Regions from separate parts of the Mus musculus genome. Here region 1 is linked to region 2. Evidence: chromatin contacts called from public Micro-C data. All regions are on one chromosome and are shown on one strand. The core of a region is the stretch at or near the end of the contact, and the rest is flanking DNA. Distances in the headings are between cores, read along the strand shown. Region 1 overlaps Nes (nestin). Region 2 holds the start of Ntrk1 (neurotrophic tyrosine kinase, receptor, type 1).

Region 1 (4,644 bases), core at 70-2,569, 190 kb before region 2:
AGCCAAAGTCTCCTGAGGAGGCACCCCTTTGGGGCCTAAGGCCAACAGATTGTGAGCAGCTGATCCCACAGCTGCAGGGTGGGGGTTCCTCGACAGAGGCCTCCTGGCACCTGCCTCAGTTTATTTATGGAACCGCAGCTGAGTTGTAAGGGTGAGGAGGGAGGTCCATGATTAAAGGGGACTCTGAAAGGGAAGAAGAAGTGCCAGGACCTGGGGTTCAGACAACTGGGCCCCATCCTTTTGGGATAGGGCATACAGAATGGTCGTTAGATTATGGGGTGGCAGGAGGAGCCCCTGGGCACCAGGGCTGGAGAGGGCTGAGGCTAGAGGCAGGTTTACTATTCCTGACCTGCTGGCAGATGTTGAGTTAGGAGGTGGTGTGAGAGGGTTCAGGGTGGAGAAAGCAGGGGAAGCTAGAAGAAGAAGCACTGGTTCCTTTGCGTACCAAAGCAAACTGCTGGAGGCTTCACGCCTCGGCTCCTCTGCCCCTGAACCAAGCGGTGCCCACAGCTCTATGGCAGCTTCATGCTCTAGTGTGGTCCTAAGGTGGCTCCTGGGCTCAGAGACAGCTGCTGGCAACCTTTCTTCACTACCTGAACCAGGGTAGTTCAGGCTCTTCTCCCTCCTCTCAGGAGGACTCACCGCTAACTTCCAGCCTTCCTGCTGTTGAGCCCACCCTAGAATTTAGCCCTCTCCCTGCCCCCCCCCACACACACAGATGGGGTGGGACGGCATACAATAGAAACTTGGGGCCTATCCCTACGGCCAGAGTCTTCTCTGGTTTTCTGGGCTGGGTGGGCTCCCCTTCTACCGGTAGTACAGATAGCACATTCCAGACGAAATGAAACTACATTCCTTCGTCCCCCCACCAGAGAGGCTGGCAGGGTTGACAGCAGCTGCATCAGCATGGGTCAAGTGGCAACAGCTGGCATCCCAGGGCGAGGCTGGGGTGTGGAGTGTGGGCAGCACAAGAATGGAGAGGGGGGATTTTCTTTCAGACAATGAATGAATCCCGGGTTGGTTTCCCCACCCCCACCCCGGTGGCTGAGCGCTGAGGAGGGGATCAAGGGTGATGTCATTCATCTGAGAAATGTTTGGAGTCTCTAGGAAGAATTCCCCTCACCCAGGACCTTACAGGTAGAAAACCCAGGCTCTGAGGAATCAAGGGGCCCAAGAGAGTCCCACCCAGGATGGGTGTCCCAAGCAGGATGGGGGAGGGAGTGCTTTAAGAGGCCACGCTTGGCTTGCGCCTTTGGCTGTAGTACAAAGCCTAGACTTTGATTTCCTTTGGGACTCTGGCAGCTACAGGGACAGCATCAGACTGGGCAGGAGGGAGCCTCTGCCCCTGACCTCACCCTTGGAGGCGCCTCAGCCTGCTCAGCCTTATAAGGAAGTGCCCCAAACAAACTGAGGAAGCCACCTCCGCTGGGCCCCCCTTCTCCGCCCAACTCCAACTAGCTCAGAGGCTATATTTACTGAAGGAGGCCCCAGAATAACCTCCCACTGTCTCATACCGTGGGTGTGTTGGGGATCATTTCCTCTCTTGCCCCCGCCTCACTCCTGGGGGTCCTCTACCCTTAGAAGCATGTACAGTTGTCACTCAGGGGGCTTCCAGGCACCAACCGGACCTTGCTTCCCTGAAGCACTCACTATCGTGCTGGAACCTTCTGAGAGGCCTTGGCCCTGTTTTTGCCCTCTTGGGCCACATGGTCAGCCTTCTGGGGGTCCCCAGGGCCTCCGTGGGCCTCTCCTCACTCTATACTGCTCTGCTCTATTCCAGCTCCTGCCCCTGCTCTCCTGAGTCACATGCATACTCTCTGCTGTCACAGCCCTCTGCTTGCCTCTCTGTCTTGGAAAAGGGCACCGCACATCCAGTTGCTTGCATGCAGCCCTGGGACATGCCTGTCCTGTGTCCGGTCTCCTACACAGCTGCCAAGAGTTTACGTCATTCCCCCATCTTACTGTCCCCTCCTGCACCTTGGCCTCTGCCTGCACCACTGGCAGGCTCCCGCTGGGCCCTGCTCAGCCCTTCTCAGGAAGCAGAACTGGGGGGGAGGGGGGGACAGGGCGGTGACACCTGTGCATAAACCTTTCAGAAGTTCATCTTTCTTAGGAAGAATCCATGCTTCCTGGCTTCCTGGCTTCCTGGTGAGGACTTTGCCCCTCTGCCAGGGCTTCCTGCAATCTCACCAAGGCTTTCTCTGCTTCTTCCTTCCTTCCCACCACCCTGCCTGCTTTGTCTTCCACTGCCCTAGATCTCATGTGTTCTAGGTTCCCCCCACCACACACACACACCCTAGGAACACCCCTCACCCCACCACAGGCCACTCAGAGTAGCCTGCCCTACTCTGCACTCCTACCCAGCATGCATCTGTCTCCAGACACCATTTCAAGTTGGTGGCCTTTGCTCAGGAGTTCCTATACAAAGAGCTGTGTTGCAAGTTGTCAGCGTCCTGAAGAGGCTGCGCTGTATGGACGGACAGTCAGTAGACTAACAACCACACTGAGGGTCACAACCAGGGTGTCCCTGACACTGTCCAGATCTTACGTCTCTTGCTGCTTGGACACTGGGCCATTTCCACGCATACATACCTCCTGCTGTATATCCTCTTAGGGAAGTCCACCCTTCTGTCTAACTTACATCCCAACCCCTGTGTCATAGGGTTATTAGCATCAGTGGCCAGCTGGGATAACTGTAGAGGACCACAGGCTCGTGAGGAGACAGGAAGGGGATCCGGTACAAGGCAGGGCTAGTTGGCTTAGCTCTGTCCTTGGTGTCCACCCAAGCAGTGGTACTGAAAGGCCTGAAGAGAGAAGGCAGAGGATGTCTTGTCCTATTAGAGGGGCGGGCCTTGCCTGCCTGATGCCAACATGCTGGTGTCTGCCTGTTAGCTGGCAAGTAGACAGGAGGACCTTGTTGTTAGTACAGGAAGGAGAGAATGGAGACTAGGGCTTCCAGGAGGGTGGAGAAGCACAGTCGGGATCCTGGACCCCAGGGCAAGGGTGTGGATGAAATGGACCCCGGAACCAGAACATGGGTATGAAGGAAGGGTGTGCACAGAGGAGCCCACAGTGCCAGCTGGCAAGACAGCCCTTGTCCACCCTCCTTGGGAACTCTTAGTCCTAAGGAAAGGGGCCTGCTTGGCGCTTATGATGGCCCTGTGGAGAGCAACCAGTCCCTTCCCCTTCAGAGTATCTAAATGAGGGTCTGAGCATTGGTCTTCCTCCCAGCAGTGTTTACCTAAGAGGTGTTTTTCTTTGGGTACCCAAATGTTGAGGCCTGTGGGTACCTAAATCCAGGAACCTCTAGAACCTCCCTACACTGCATAGATGTCGGGAGAGAAGGCTACTGTGGGACCTGGTTCAGAGTCACTCCGGCATTATGTAGCGCACTGCACCTGGCAGCTCTCTTACCTTCTCCTGGCCCTGCTATCCACACTTCTTCCCTCTCTCCTGCTTCAGTGCCATGGGAGGCCTCAGTTGCCCAAAGCAGAGGCTTCCTCCAATCCCCTCCTGTTCTCCCTGCCCCAGGCAGCCACCCAAAGCTGCCTCTGTGTGGGGCTGGGTTTGCGGTTCAGAGAAACTGTTGACCTGAGGCTGTTGACCAGGCTAAAGCTGGCCGTGGCCTCTTTCCTCCCTGCCCCCACTCCAGCCCAGTCACTCATCACAGGCTAGACAACTGTTTGGGTTTGGGAGCCAGGGGGCTAATTATGCTGGAGTCACAGAGGGGCTAGGTAGGAGGACATTCAGTGAGAGGGCCCTGTAATCAGAGCTATGGGAGAGATGACAACCTGGCCTCCCTGAGAGGCGGCCCCTTCCCCTCCTCTCCCCCAGGCCTAGCTCATGCGTCCTCTCCCAGCCTCTCCACTCCATTGCTTCTCAGTCAGAAGAGTCCCTGAAGGCTAGAAGAAAGCAGCCAGACATTGTAGGTAGGGATACAGCTTTATTCAAGGGAGGAAGAGAGAAACAAGATCTCAGCAGGCTGAGATGATGAGAGTCACTCATCATTGCTGCTCCTCTGGGCATGCACCAGACCCTGTGCAGGTGGTGCTACTGTAGACAGGCAGGGCTAGCAAGCTCTGGCCAGAGCAGTCTCGTGGGAAAGCTCTGGGCCCAAGCCTCTTCCAGCAGGTGAGCCACAGAAGAAAGGGGGCGTTGAACTATAGGCTCAGCTGACCTGAGCCTTCAGGGTGATCCAGGCAGGATCTCACCTGTCTCAGCCAGCCACACCTCTCCACGAGAGATACCACAGGTCAAGTTATCAAAGCTAAGAGTGCTGGCCCAGAGCAGGGAGGGACATTCCCCCCACCCCCCACTAAGTCCTCAGTGCCAGAGGGGCAGTTTCTAATCTTCCCCTGAGGACCAGGAGTCTCCATCTACCCCACTCAGAGTGAACTTCAGCGGCTGGCTTGGGCCTAGATGCACAGGAGACCCTACTAAAGGGGCCTTGAGGGTACCCTGTTCCTGTAAAGGGATGCCTTGATCCTCGTCCCCATGCAGAACCACCTGACCCTCAGCCTGCTCTAGTCCATTCTCCATCCTCCCATTCACTTGCTCTGACTCCAGGTTGGGGCCCTGGCCACTGATATCAAAGGTGTCTCCTGCCCCTGGGACCACGCTAGTCACCTCTTGGGGGGCATCTAA
Region 2 (5,289 bases), core at 746-3,245:
AGGCATCCAGAGGGAGGATGATTCAGAACACAAAGATCCAGACAGTCCAGGCAGTCCTGAGGGGAGGCAGAGTGGAAGCCCCCGGTGAGCCCCGGGAGTGCCCCAAGGGGCGGCAGCGGGGTCCCGAGACACCCGCAGCACTCCACCCCGAGACACTCCGCGGACCTCCTGGACATGCAGACTTCCACTCTCGGTCGACCGGCCGCGGCTGGTGGGGCAGAAAGGCAGGGACCTCGCCCAGCTCCCGCCCTTTCCAGAAACGGATTGGTTTACGCCGCCGCCCGCCGACTTCTCTGTTCTCTCCGCCCCTCCCACCAAGTCAAGGGAAAATATTTAGCCTGTCAACTGAGGGAGGTGGGGGACAGATGTGTTGGGGAAATAAGGTTGGGGGCCAAGAACTGAGCTCTGGAACCCCTCTCTCTGTCTCAGTTTCCCTCTCTCCCCCATCCCCACCCCCCCAACCCGCTCGCTGCAGATCTGGAGGGAGCGGCTGGGCTCCCTGGCTTGATTTGCAGGGGAGTTCTGGAGTCCAACAGGTGTTTTGACATCTGCGGGGTAACTTCCCGCAGCCTGGACAGGTCGGACTCCACTGGTGAAACCTGAAGACCTCACCACTTCGACCTCACCACTTCGCCTCTCACAGCCCTTCCCAGCCTCCCGAGGCTACTTTGAACATACTTCCTTGGCGCGGGGTATGTCCCCGTCAAATCCCTTGGTTTTGGCTCAAATCCCTAGGAGACGAGTCGTTCTTCTCTCTGTGAGATTCCTCCTTCATTTGGTTACTTTTTTTTTTTTTGGTTTTTCGAGACAGGGTTCCTTTGTGTAGCCCTGGCTGTCCTGGAAGTAGACCAGGCTGGCCTCGAACTCAGAAATCTGCCTGCCTCTGCCTCCCATGTGCTGGGATTAAAGGCGTGTGCCACCACTGCCTGGCTCCATTTGGTTACTTTTAAGAACTCAGGATGCTTAGTGGGTCTCTATATATGTACTTATTCGGGGCCACTTGGAGGACAATTCATGATGGGATGATCTCTTAAACGCGACACTTATACGTGCAGTCAAGAAGGCCATTGCGCAAGACTTGCCATTTAGTGGCCTGGATGCTGGGCCTGAGACTTCCCAGGTTCACAAATACCGTGAGCCGATGGTTCCCAGCTCCCACGTCCGAAGAACTAAGAGATCTATTAATTTCTCCGCACAGAAATCGATGCTCTTGTCAGGACGGCGATCGATGCCAAGCTTGGTCTGCCTGGCCATGGCTCGGCTCTGGGGCCCCAGATGGATGGTTAGGATTGGGAACTGACCCTAAGACCAGAGGCACAGCTTAGAAAGGCTCAGAACTGCTCTTCTCCGCCCTCGAAGCCCCAGGCCGAGCGCAAACGCCGGGCGCGAGGGCTTCTAGCGCCACCCTGTGGTCTTTTGAGGACCGAGAGGTCTCCACTTTCCAATCTTCCTCCAATTGTGTTCTAAGGACTCTTCTCTCCCACTATTTTTCTCCCCAGGTTCTGCATCCAGCCATGCTGAGGCCCTCTCCCTTTCCTTACTAGGGTCTGGAGAGCGTTCACCTAACTTATTCCAAGTGACATGCACACCCTCTTAAGTAAAGTGCACCGTGAGGCTGGCTGGGATGACCTGGACTTCAACCCTTCCCTTGCTCAATTTCTCCACTTCCCCGCAAATCTGAAAATGCAGCTGTTTTACTGTGAGAAATAAGGTATCAGCTTCCTAGCTCCCCCAGCCTCAGAAGACACTTGTGAGGCAATCTATGGCAGCCCCCCGCCCCAGGTCTCCTGCAGCCGCGAGGGACATTAGGAAGGCGAGCTGGCATTAGGGCCTCAAAAGGGGAGGGGGCACTGGGGGCATTGGCAGGCGGGGCGGGGCGGGGCCGTGGGTGCCGCCCTCTCCTGGTGGCTAGTCTTTAACACCGCCCCGCGCACGTGTCGCGCGAGGCCGGGCGGCGGCAGCTAGGAGCGCACGGACGGCTGCGCGGCCCGAGCAAGGCGGGCGCCGCCGCGATGCTGCGAGGCCAGCGGCTCGGGCAGCTGGGCTGGCATCGCCCGGCCGCGGGGCTAGGCAGTCTGATGACTTCGTTGATGCTGGCCTGTGCCTCCGCCGCATCCTGTCGCGAGGTCTGCTGTCCCGTGGGCCCCTCGGGGCTGCGCTGCACCAGGGCAGGGTCCCTGGATACCCTCCGCGGCCTGCGGGGCGCCGGGAACCTGACGGAGCTGTGAGTGTGTGTCGTTCGGGGGAGGGGTGCGGGGTCAGGAGGGCACAGCCCTTCCCCGAGGGCGCGCACTCATTCACCTCTGGCTTGAGGGGTCAGGCTTGGCTGCTGTAGGAGACTGGCACGTGTAGCCTTTGGCTGTGCTGCGGCGGCTTCTCCCGCTGCCACCACCCTGGCAGAGCCGCGCAGTCACTGTCTGGATGTCGCTCAGGATTAAGGGTAGCTAACTGTGGTGCTGGTTTGGGGTAGAGCAAGACCGAAACTAGGTGGATTAGGCATTGGTCCAGCGATCTAGGATAAGAACCTTTTTGTGGGGTTCAATCAAGAGCCCAAGTTCCTAAGCCCATGGAGGAGTGGTTAGCTGTGCAGAATTTGGCAGTGTGGCACCTTTGCTATCTTCTTTTACTTAGGGGGAAGCCAGCCCCCAACCTCTTCCTTGTCATGCAGGGAATCCAGCTCTTCTCTGGATTTGTGATTGAGCTGGAGTTGGTGGGAGATGGTGAGGAACCAGCTTGGTGTCTGAGCTCTTTTTTCCTTTCCACTGACCACAAGTCTCCTTGATTTGGATGCGGGAAGCAGGGAACGAAACCCCTTTGCTTCTCTCTCTGCTCACCCATCTCTCCTTTCACCTTTGTCTCCCTTCTTGTATCAGGGAGTCAGGGCTGTTGCTGAGTGATTTTCCCATTTTCCAGGTCCAGAGCTGGGAGGAACCTTCAGCTCTGCAGTACTTAGACAATGTGCAATAATCGGTTACAAAATACTCAAGTACTTTGTAGCAGCTAGTGAGACCTTTGAGAGTATAATTGACCTGAAGGAACTCCGCATCACACAGTGATGGCTGGAAAATACTTGAGTATTCTGCACGCTGGTGGAGCTAGCAGCCTGCAGTGATTGGCACCGAGTTACTCGGGCATCTTGTGGTAATTAACGGAGGTACTCAATCTCTTTCTAATGGCCCTAGGGAGACCAAGAAGAGAGGAGATGGCCTTGTCTTGGTCTGGGTCTAGGCTCCTGCAGGATGGGATGGGGTTTGAAGTCTAGATGGTTACTCCCCGGCCTGTCCATTCAAACCAGAGTCCAGCCTCCTGATTGTTTCCATCAATGTTCTCGTTCTTCAGAGCCTTTCAAGACTCCAAGGGAGTCCAGCCCAGGGACAGGGGTAGTGGGCAAGCCTAGATTATTGAGGAAGAGGCTGGCAGGGTGGTGAGCTGAAATGTTCACCCCCCTGGGTGGGGCCTGATCCTCCCAACTCCTCCTGCACAATCCTCTCCCTCCTCCCTCACCCGCATAGCTAACAGGGAGCTAATGGACTCAAATAGACAGATTGATTATGAATCTGAACAAATGAGGCGGCATGAAGCACACACACTGCCTGACAGCTCACACATACCCGGCTACATAGATCTTCTTAGCAACTCCCTGGGTCTCTATAGCTTGAAACCCTTGGGGGCAGAACAGGGATCTGGACTCCCTCAACGTGGCTAGCAACAATTCCTTAGAACTCCAGGGGGAGGACAGACACATAGCCATCCTATGGGGAACAAGGCTGGGATCAGGGAAGCACAGGGTCCCTTGGACTGACTGGTTCCCTTACTCCTTTTTTTTTTTTTTTAAGCCAAGGGAAAGTTCCCAAACAAGTCTGTCTGTCTGTCTGTCTGTCTTTTGCCTCCCTGGTTCTCAGCCCTTATCTCTGTCTTGGGGTCTCCATCTCCTTATCTGTGAGTCCATCCACTCCAGGATCCTCTCTCCCTTCCTGGGTCCCTCACGATTAAGGAGGGGCTCGGGGAGCGCCCAATGGCTCTATGCTTCTTGCTTGGTTTGGCAAAGTGCTGGAGAGGAGAGAGTAGGGGTTGCTGTGGGGAAGAACCAAAGGTTTTGAGGGGGAAGAGTTCTGAGAACTGTTAGTGAGTCAAGAGCCCCTAGCACACGCAGGGATGGGGAAAAGAGGAGGCCATGGACATGCCCCCACAGAGGACATGTCATTACAGGGGAGTGTGTTCACAGGAACTCCAAGATGCCAGAACTACAAGATAGGACTGCGCCCACAGCCACTCCACCCCAAGGGCTGCTTGCTCTCTGTCTGTCTGTCTTTTGCCTCCCTGGTTCTCACCCCTTATCTCTGTCTCAGGGTCTCCATCTCCTTATCTGTGTCTCTTTCCTCCCCGCCCAGCCCACTGTCTTCTTACTGTCAGTCTCTTCTGGGGTTTTCACTCTTTGTTTATCTGCCCTTGCTCTGCCACCCACCTCCTCCAGCCTTCACTGTCTCACACTGTATCTCCGTCTCTCTTCACCTCCACACTCAGAGTCCATTCACTCCAGGATCCTCTCTCCCTTCCTGGGTCCCTCACGATTAAGGAGGGGCTCGGGGAGCGCCCAATGGCTCTATGCTTCTTGCTTGGTTTGGCAAAGTGCTGAAGAGGAGAGAGTAGGGGTTGCTGTGGGGAAGAACCAGAGATTTTGAGGGGGCAGAGAGAGCAGAGTGTATTGTGTGTATGTGTCTATGTGGTTGGTGTCAACGAACCCAGATGGTAGCCACAGAGCAAGTACGTTTAGGAGCACACAGTAGCATGACAATTGGGACGTCCTTAGCATTTGAGTGGAGCAAGTACCTCCAGGAGTCTTGTCCTTTGTGGAGGCTAGTCTCAGCATAATTTCCTATCATTGAGCATATATATGCTGGAGAAACCTGCTATAAAAATGGAGCCCCAAGCTGAGAATGGCAGTGGGCATTGACTAACATGTCTTCACATCTTCTCATCTATATGTGCATGGGAGAAGTCTATGTGAGCTTTGTTCACGTGTGTCCTCCAGTAAGGGTCTGAGGACACCCCTGTGTGTTTCTGTACACTTGCCTCTGTGTTGCAGGAGGCATGTGAGAGGCTGCATGTGTGTAAAGGTGAGGGGGGATGCGTGCATGCATGCACATGCGTGACTTGTGAGTCATGTCAGCATGTGGGGGCATGTGCATGAATGGGTGTGTGAAGTGGGTCTGTGTGTGATGATTGGTGCATATGCTCATGTGAGGGAGGGGGGTTGGTTGTGGGCACAGGGTAACTCCACTGAGGTCC

What was found. Hi-C and Micro-C count contacts between places; a contact is called where the count stands out from the background.
Region 1: a contact with region 2 is called in a Micro-C map of the HL-1 cell line, with 2.7 times the contacts expected there. The contact joins the enhancer-like site here to the promoter of Ntrk1 in region 2. A contact is called at or near these places in 6 of 39 promoter capture datasets (the C10 cell line, the HPC-7 cell line, cranial neural crest and 1 more), 2 of 15 datasets of contacts at CTCF or cohesin (the G1E-ER4 cell line and embryonic stem cells), 10 of 484 Hi-C or Micro-C datasets (the G1E-ER4 cell line, the HL-1 cell line, embryonic stem cells and 1 more), 8 of 115 datasets of contacts at active chromatin or transcription factors (embryonic stem cells, pancreatic cancer cells and stem cell-derived neural progenitor cells) and 4 of 9 other capture datasets (adipose tissue, embryonic stem cells, liver and 1 more).

What each region holds. Positions count from the first base shown.
Region 1 is chr3:87,979,731-87,984,374 of GRCm38.p6, reverse strand. It overlaps Nes (nestin), which reads right to left. Exons shown (of 4, transcript NM_016701.3): 4 at 3,924-4,644. The coding sequence ends at 4,345. Among named protein-coding and RNA genes, the nearest start is that of Nes, 11 kb to the right of the region's middle. Within about 2 kb of position 1,319, at least 131 of the 459 cell types and tissues checked have an H3K27ac peak or open chromatin away from gene starts, as enhancers often do. A contact at or near this core is called in the HL-1 cell line, the HPC-7 cell line, adipose tissue and 4 more, where this site is marked.
Region 2 is chr3:87,791,868-87,797,156 of GRCm38.p6, reverse strand. It overlaps Ntrk1 (neurotrophic tyrosine kinase, receptor, type 1), which reads left to right and starts at 1,995. Exons shown (of 17, transcript NM_001033124.1): 1 at 1,995-2,224. The coding sequence starts at 2,013. It overlaps Insrr (insulin receptor-related receptor), which reads right to left and starts at 206. Exons shown (of 22, transcript NM_011832.2): 1 at 1-206.